2 separate regions of the Sus scrofa genome follow, and region 2 is linked to region 1. Evidence: chromatin contacts called from public Hi-C data. All regions are on one chromosome and are shown on one strand. Each heading gives the region's core, a stretch centred on a gene start, on an enhancer-like site or on the middle of the called end of the contact. The rest is flanking DNA. Distances are from core to core; before and after follow the strand shown.

Region 1 (3,712 bases), core at 792-3,291:
GGGCGCGCGTGGGAGCGCTCGCGCGCGGGGGACCGCGCCTCCGGCCAAGATGTTCCCTCTCGGCGTGATTGACAGGCTCGAGTGCCGAGAAACAAAATTGTTTATGCGCTAATGAATAAGGCTCTGATTGCAAGATCCTGTTTGGAAAATTATAGTGCGGCGGCGGCGGCGGCGGCCACGGCGGCCCAATTACAGCCCGCGCTGCATATTCATTTCGTGTCTCCTTTGCATCGAGATGAACGGGCGGCCCCGCGCCCTGCAAAGGCAGCGCCAAATTTAGTCCCAGGTTCCGCACTCCTCCGCGCCATTGTCTGCCCCGACCACCTGCCTCCTGCAGGCCTGATTGCCGGCCACGAGGAGCGAGGAGGGAGGCCTAGAAAGTTCGCCCTGCCCCCTCCTCCTTGCACCCCTCTCCTGTCCTCTCCCTGCCTTCCTGTCCCCATTTCTTGCTCTCTCCTTTTTCTCTTCCTGTCTCTATTTCTGTCCGCCTGAATCTCTGCCTCTCTTCTCTCTCCCTTCTCTGCACGTCCAACACACTTTCTTGGACTCTCTCTAGGTCTCTAACGAAGTCTAAGTCTCTAACTGTGCTTCTCTCTGGTCTAGAGCTTGAAGCACATGGACTCTTTTCAGCCCGCCACCCCTCCTGCTTCAGCTGCAGAAATTCCCAGGGTTCCTGCGTCCTTGGGGAGAATAGGGGCAGTGATGTGGGGACCTATCTGTTCTGCAGAGGCCACGGAGGTCTGAGGTGGCCTTGGCTTTGAGGGTGGGGTGGCTTGGCCAGTCCCCCAAACCAGGCTGCTTGGGAGGAAGGTTGCCCCCTTTGCTGCATTTTCTGCCACAGCCCCCCACCCCCACCCACGTGCATCACCTGTGCCCAACCTGGCTAAGCTCTGCTCTCACACTTCAGTGCCTTTGCCCATGCCAGCTGGCTCTGGGCTGACACCCCGGCTTGTTTCTAGGACCCATCCCAAGTATGGTCCTAAGAAGCCTTCCTTCTCCGCCACCCCAGGTGAGGACAGCTCCCTCCCCTGGGCACCCTCATTTCTAGGGCTGTCCTCTGTTACAGCAGTGGGTGGGGTTACTCCTCCATCCTTCTCCAGGAGCCTGATTTCTAAGGCTTGGGGCCAGGGGCTGAGGTCGGGGTGCCCTGGTGCCCAGTGCCAGGCTGACCAGACTTACACTTTCTCTGTAATATGCGGATATTACAAGGTTATCCATCTTTGTAGGTGTTGGTGGGTAGGAGTGGATGTGACGCTGGGAGGGCGTGCCTGGGGGACTCCAAGCCCACATGGGCCCCAAAGACCAGGATTGGCTCCTTCTCACTGGGGTCATTGCCCTAGTGGATGGGTACTGATGCCCAGGTGTGGCCAGTGAGTCTCATGATGAGGGTGATGGTGGCGGGAGCTTTTCAGAAGGTGAGGACTGCATAGGGTGAGGCCATGATCCTCCCTGTCCTTTCCTGGGGCCCCTGGAGTGACAAACACACGTTTCTGGGTGAGAATTGAAAGACAAAGATGTGAACAAAAATAGACAACTGCATACACCAACTGGCCGGGACAAACACCCCATCAGAGATACACAAAGTAACACACACACACTCACATTCAAACTCACACTCACACACTCGCCTTGAAAAACCTTCTGACACAAAGACAGGCTGGTCCCAGGGGCTGTGTATGGGGCAGCACCGCCCTCTGGTGGCTCTTCTGATCATCTCACTGTTTGGCCCAGAACGGCTTCTGGGAGCCACAGCTCTGAGGGGAGACACCCAGACCCAAGGAACTGAGGAAAAATCCCTTAAGTATCCCTGAGAATGGGATTTTGTTCAGTTTTTGTTTTCTGCCCCATATCCATGTAGTCCAGGAGCAGAACTTGCTAATAGGACCTGTCCAGTGATGGTTTGAAAGAGGGAGCTCCCCGTTGTGGGAGGGGTACAAGCTGGGCTGGAGACACCTGTGTGTTGGTGGCCTTATGGCTGCCTTAGTGGCAGAGTGGACAATTTTGGAAGTCATCGCCAGCTTGGGATGGTATGTCCAGCCTTATCACACCCATACCCACTCCAGACACCCTCCAGTTCGGTTATACATTAGCCATTAAACTTTGAGAACTTCTCAGCACCTGGAGGATCAGGGTGTGATTATGGGTGGTGGGAGATGAGGTCACAGGGGGCAGCAAGGCCACATCTTGGGGACCTTCAAGGCCAGTCTTAGGAGCATTGGACTTTATTGGGGTAACAGGGATCTGGGGACAGGCTCAGACAAGGAAGTGATGTGATCAGATGGGCATGTGAAGCCAGCTTATGAGAAGAAACTGGGGGTGGGAGGAGAGCCAGCTGGGAAAAGCAGCGGTGGCCTGGACCAGGTCAGGGGCAACAGTGAGGGCGTTGAGGGGGAGGGTGTGAGAAGGATGCAGATTCCAGAGCTGCTAGGAGATTGAATCAATAGGCTTTGGTGGTGGGCGGGAGTCGGACAAGATGAGATGATGGTAGAGTCACCTGGCAGGGGGTATCAGTGTTGGATGAGGGGTTAAGGGAGAAATGATGAGAATGTTTTGGGTTTGCCGAGCCTGAAAGCCCCGGGGGAACTTGCGGAAGGTATCCAGGAAGCAATTGGCGTCAGGTCTGATGATATCCCCATGAGAGTTGGAAGGTTATTGACAGGCAGTTGAAAGTAGTGAATAGATGAGGTCATCTAGGCAGGGCCCTTAGAAGCTGTAAGCACTTGGAAGACCATGGAGCTCGCCCTACCTCCCTTAGTCAAAAAGAAGGATGCTTTTTATGTAAAGAAAAGTGTGAAATGTGACACTTACACGTATTCTAAAAATTTCATCATCACCAAATGCATGCGTTCATAGAAACAGACATTTTCCTCCCTGTCTTCTGTTTTCGGTGCTGCTGGTGATGGTGCCCCGAGGCCGTCTGCCTACCTGCCTGCCTGCTAGGTGACCCAGCTCCAGGTCCAGGCAAAAGCAGGGCAGTCAGAGGCTCAGGAAACATCGACAGTCAGGAACAGAGGGGACCAAGAAGCCCCCCCCCAAACCTGGACAGTTGGGGAGCTGGAAGGAAAACCAGCGGTGTCTCTTCATTGAGGCCAAGGAGAAAGAATTGAAGAAGGAGGGTGTGGTCATTCAGAGAGGGCAAGGAGCTGACGACTGGGGACATCCCCGACGTGGCAGTGGGGCTGCCAGGTGGGCTCTGATCCAAAGGCTCACTCAGCAACCTGGAGCTGGTCACCCCTCCAGGGGTTCCTATTCAAGGGGGCCAACCTGGGCTGGAGAAACTGGGGTGCCTTTGGACCTTGAGGCTCCTCCATACTGAGAAATTGGTACGGATGGGACCCCAGGGCAGGGGTTGAGGGGAGCTGGCCTGGGAGGGAGGAAGGTAGACCTTTGCGTCTGTCTTGGACCCACTGCAGGGGAATGGCTAGGGGACTGGCTGCAGTCCCTGCTCTGACCACAAGGGGGCAGCATGAGAGTAGGTGGTGCCTTGGCCCAGCTTTCTGCATCTGATTGATTGCATTGATCTTGGGTTCCCCGGGCCTCGGTTTCTTTCCCTGCAAAGTGGGGCAGTTGGAGATTACAATCTCCTGGGACCCATCAGGGATCTCCTTCATTTCATACCCTCCCATCACCCACCTGGACCTCCGGCTTTGCTGAGACCAATGCTGTGACAGAGGTCAAGTGTGACAGCCCCCCCTCCAGATGTCAGCACATG
Region 2 (3,556 bases), core at 769-3,268, 98 kb before region 1:
GCAACCTACACCACAGCTCAGGGCAATGCCAGATCCTTAACCCACTGAGCAAGGGCAGGGATCGAACCCTCAACCTCATGGTTCCTAGTCAGATTCATTAACCACTGCGCCACGACGGGAATTCCTGGTGTGGAGTTCTTGGCCCTGGCAATAATTAGCCGTGTGGCACCACTTTAGACATTTCACATGTTCTCTCCGAACCTGTTTGTTCATCAGTGAACAGGTGCAGTAAGAGACACTATCTTGGTAGTTCCCGTCGTGGCTCAGTGGTGAACAACTCCAACAAGGAACCATGAGGTTTTGGGTTTGATCCCTGGCCTCGCTCAGTGGGTTAAGGATCTGACATTGCTGTGAGCTGTGGTGTAGGTCGCAGACTTGGCTCGGATCCCCCATTGCTGTGGCTCTGGCGTAGGCTGGCAGCAACAGCTCTGATTCGACCCCTAGCCTGGGAACCTCCACATGCCACGGGTGTGGCCCTAGAAAAGACAAGAAGACAAAAAGAAAAAGAGAGAGAGAGACTCTCTCACGGGGTTATTGTGAAAGGAAAATGAAATCATGATCACAAAGTGCTGAGGCTGCTGTGGATAAAATATCGAGGAGAAGCAGCTGGGTTTAGGATGTACAAAAAAGATATTTGAGGAGATTGATGTCCATAGTCCTGCGAATTTTTGAGGGTGCATATGAACACACCTCACCAGCTTTCATATTGCAGTTATGCTTTTAGTAGAAAAGACCATGGTTTACAGAGAAAGTTTTCACTTTGAGCATCTGTGTCTGAGAGAAACAAATGGCTAGAATGCAGAGGGTGGGAGATGCCATTGGCTTGGGCTATTTCTCTGTACTTTGAGGATGTAGGTGTGAGTCTTTTGTATTACGCTGGTGGGCAGATACCCTAATCTGCCTGGATCTGGTAGGATGTGCCTGTGTGTGTACATGACCATGACTCCTGGGAATCCGGTGTCTGCAGAGGCGAGTACGCTCTTTCAGACTCTAAATGGTTATTTCACCATCTGTAGGGATACACTGTGTATATCTGTGGGTCTCTGAGTAGAGTAGTATGAGGTTTTGCACTGGTTTGCAACTCCCTAGGAATCTGTGCTCTCCTAACTGTGGATACACACATAAGAACAGTTATTCTGGTGGGGGGGGTGTTTACAGTCGTAAATGAGGGCAATTAGGGAGGTGATGGTATGTGCGACTGTGTGGAGGTTAGACGTGTGTTGTCTCTAGAGCCAGATCTAATTCTGTTTTGTTTTTTGTTTTGTAGAAAATGTGTGTATTTGTTTTTAGAAGATGCTATGTATTTATACGTCTCAGCTCTGTGTGCAAAGAAGGGCACTAAGGACATGTGTCCACTTGTGTTTATGTGTTGTATGTGAACTGTGTAAGGCTCTATCTTTGAGTTTGAGGCTTTTGTGTCTGAGGGGCTGGGGGCTGTGTCTCCTATCTAAATGCCTGGGCCTCCCTGCCTTCCCCACCTCTATTGATAAAGCCCTGGAGAAGGTGATAGGTGTTAGACTGGATGGCTCAGCAAATTCTCAAAAGAAGGCGGGTGTCCCAGGCACTCCCTCCCTGGGGAAGTCAAGGAAGCATCCCCCACCCCAGAATTCCCCTTTCCCCACCTGGCCCAATCCCACTGAGAATAGGATATAGCCCAAGTCCTTGGTGTGTGCTCTTTGGTTGTTACGGAGCAGAGGCAGCTGTGCAGGTGTGTGAGAATGTATGAATGCCTTGTGCTCGGTGTAAATGAGGCAAACAGGTAATCATTTGCATCAGGATGTACACAATCGTACCAGGCAAGGAATTGCATTAACAAAGTATAAAGTGTTTTACTTTATATAAGACCTATCTCAGCCCAAGATGTGACCATGGGTCCCTCTGGTATCTGAAAGTGGAGCTGTGCTGGAGGGCTGTGGGTGCCCCTCGAGGGAGGGGCCGTAGTGAGCTGTGTGCAGTGTGTGCCTGCCTGTGCCTTTGTATGTCAGAGTGTCTCTGAGTCTGTCAGCAGCTCTGAATTTCTGTGTGTCTATATGTCTGTGTGTATGTGTCTCTGGGTCGCTGGCTCGCTGTGTGTGTCTCGCTCTCCCTCCGCGGGGAGGGGATTGGTCACGCATGACTCATCTTGAACCGAGCGGGGCTCCAGCGGCAGGGCGGCCGCCACCGCAGCTGGAGGGGGAGGAGGACGAGGAGGAGGGAGAGGAGGAGGAGGACTACGAGGAGCGAGAGGAGGAGGAGAAGGAGGGGGCGGGGGCCTCTCCAAGTTTGTCGGGACCTTCTTCCGAGGCAGCTGCGGCGGCAGCCAGGGAGGCCAGGGCTGCGCGCGGGCCGGGGGCAGGGGCTGGGGCCGGGCCCGGGGCGGCGGGGCCGGCACCTCGGCTCTCCTGCTGCTCCTGCTTCAGCTTTTGCTCCCACTGCGGCCGTGGTCCCCCTCCGCGCGGCTCTTCGTGCTGCGCGCCGGCTGAGCCCGCCGCTCCCCGGCCCATGTACTGGAAGCATGAGAACGCCGCCCCGGCGCTGCCCGAGGGCTGCCGGCTGCCGGCCAAGGGCGGCCCCACCACCGAGCAGGTGAGTGAACGAGAGAGTGGGTGAGCCTCCCGGGCCAGGGGTCGGCAGGGACCGAGACCCAGCCGGGCCCGGCCGGGTGGCGGCGGCCGCAGGGAGGAGGGGTGCGGGGGTGAGCCTGGGAGTATGTGTCTGTGAATGTGTGAGCGCGCGCGAGCGCGGGGCGGGGGGGTGGTCGCGGAAAGCGGGAACACATTATGCAAATGTTGGAGGAATTTCTCAAAAAGCGATTTAGCAAAGACACAGGCGAATCAAGAGGAGGCGAGGCGGGTATTGTCCGTCTGAATAGGCGCTGATAGCGCCGATCCTCCGGGGGTTGTACCGGCGCAACGCTGAGAATCGCGGTGCTGGGCTTGTCCCGGGCGCTCTGAGGGGTTGGAGGGTGCTTTTTCCTCTCCTTGGACGCTTCCGTTTTCTCTTTTGGTCCCGTTTTGCCCCTGATCTAGCCCCCGTTTTGGCTCTGGGTTTCTCTCGGACTGGCCCTCGAAAGGCGCCTGAATCCGCGTCAATATATCTCCGCATCAATTTCGCCCCTCGCGCGGGGCGGACGGGCTCACGCTCTCAGCGCTCTGGGTTTAATTTTCCTCAAAAGCCACCCCCCATCTCTTTTTTATTTTCTTTCTTTCTCTCTTTTCTCCTTTTTGCATTTTGTGTCGAGAGGAGAAGGGAGCGAGGAAGGGGGGTGGGTGGAGGGAGAAAAAATTCGATTTTTAATTACTACCATTAAAAAATCAAATTTGCAATTCTTTGGGCGGCCTGATGGATCTCACTGATTGACAGTTGGAATTGACACTCTGGCTACCTCTTATCTTGGGCATTCACGACAATTTCTAATTGCAGGTAGTTTGTGTGTGTGCGCGTGTTTTTTTTCCCCCTCAGAGGCTTGGATTGCAAGGGAACTAAGCGATTACTTCAAGAGCCACGGGTTAAGTGCAGGGAGAGGGGGAGAGAGAGGGAAAAAATCCAATCCAAATTCAAATTGCTTCATTAGAGA

What was found. Hi-C and Micro-C count contacts between places; a contact is called where the count stands out from the background.
Region 2: a contact with region 1 is called in a Hi-C map of retroperitoneal adipose tissue, with 4 times the contacts expected there. The contact joins the promoter of LHX6 here to the enhancer-like site in region 1. A contact is called at or near these places in 3 of 5 promoter capture datasets (fetal liver, fetal skeletal muscle and liver), 3 of 47 Hi-C or Micro-C datasets (fetal heart ventricle, retroperitoneal adipose tissue and skeletal muscle) and 1 of 2 datasets of contacts at active chromatin or transcription factors (skeletal muscle).

What each region holds. Positions count from the first base shown.
Region 1 is chr1:262,223,035-262,226,746 of Sscrofa11.1, reverse strand. No RefSeq gene overlaps it. Among named protein-coding and RNA genes, the nearest start is that of TTLL11, 20 kb to the right of the region's middle. Within about 2 kb of position 2,041, at least 7 of the 83 cell types and tissues checked have an H3K27ac peak or open chromatin away from gene starts, as enhancers often do. A contact at or near this core is called in retroperitoneal adipose tissue, where this site is marked.
Region 2 is chr1:262,321,239-262,324,794 of Sscrofa11.1, reverse strand. It overlaps LHX6 (LIM/homeobox protein Lhx6), which reads left to right and starts at 2,018. Exons shown (of 9, transcript XM_021068376.1): 1 at 2,018-2,565. The coding sequence starts at 2,113.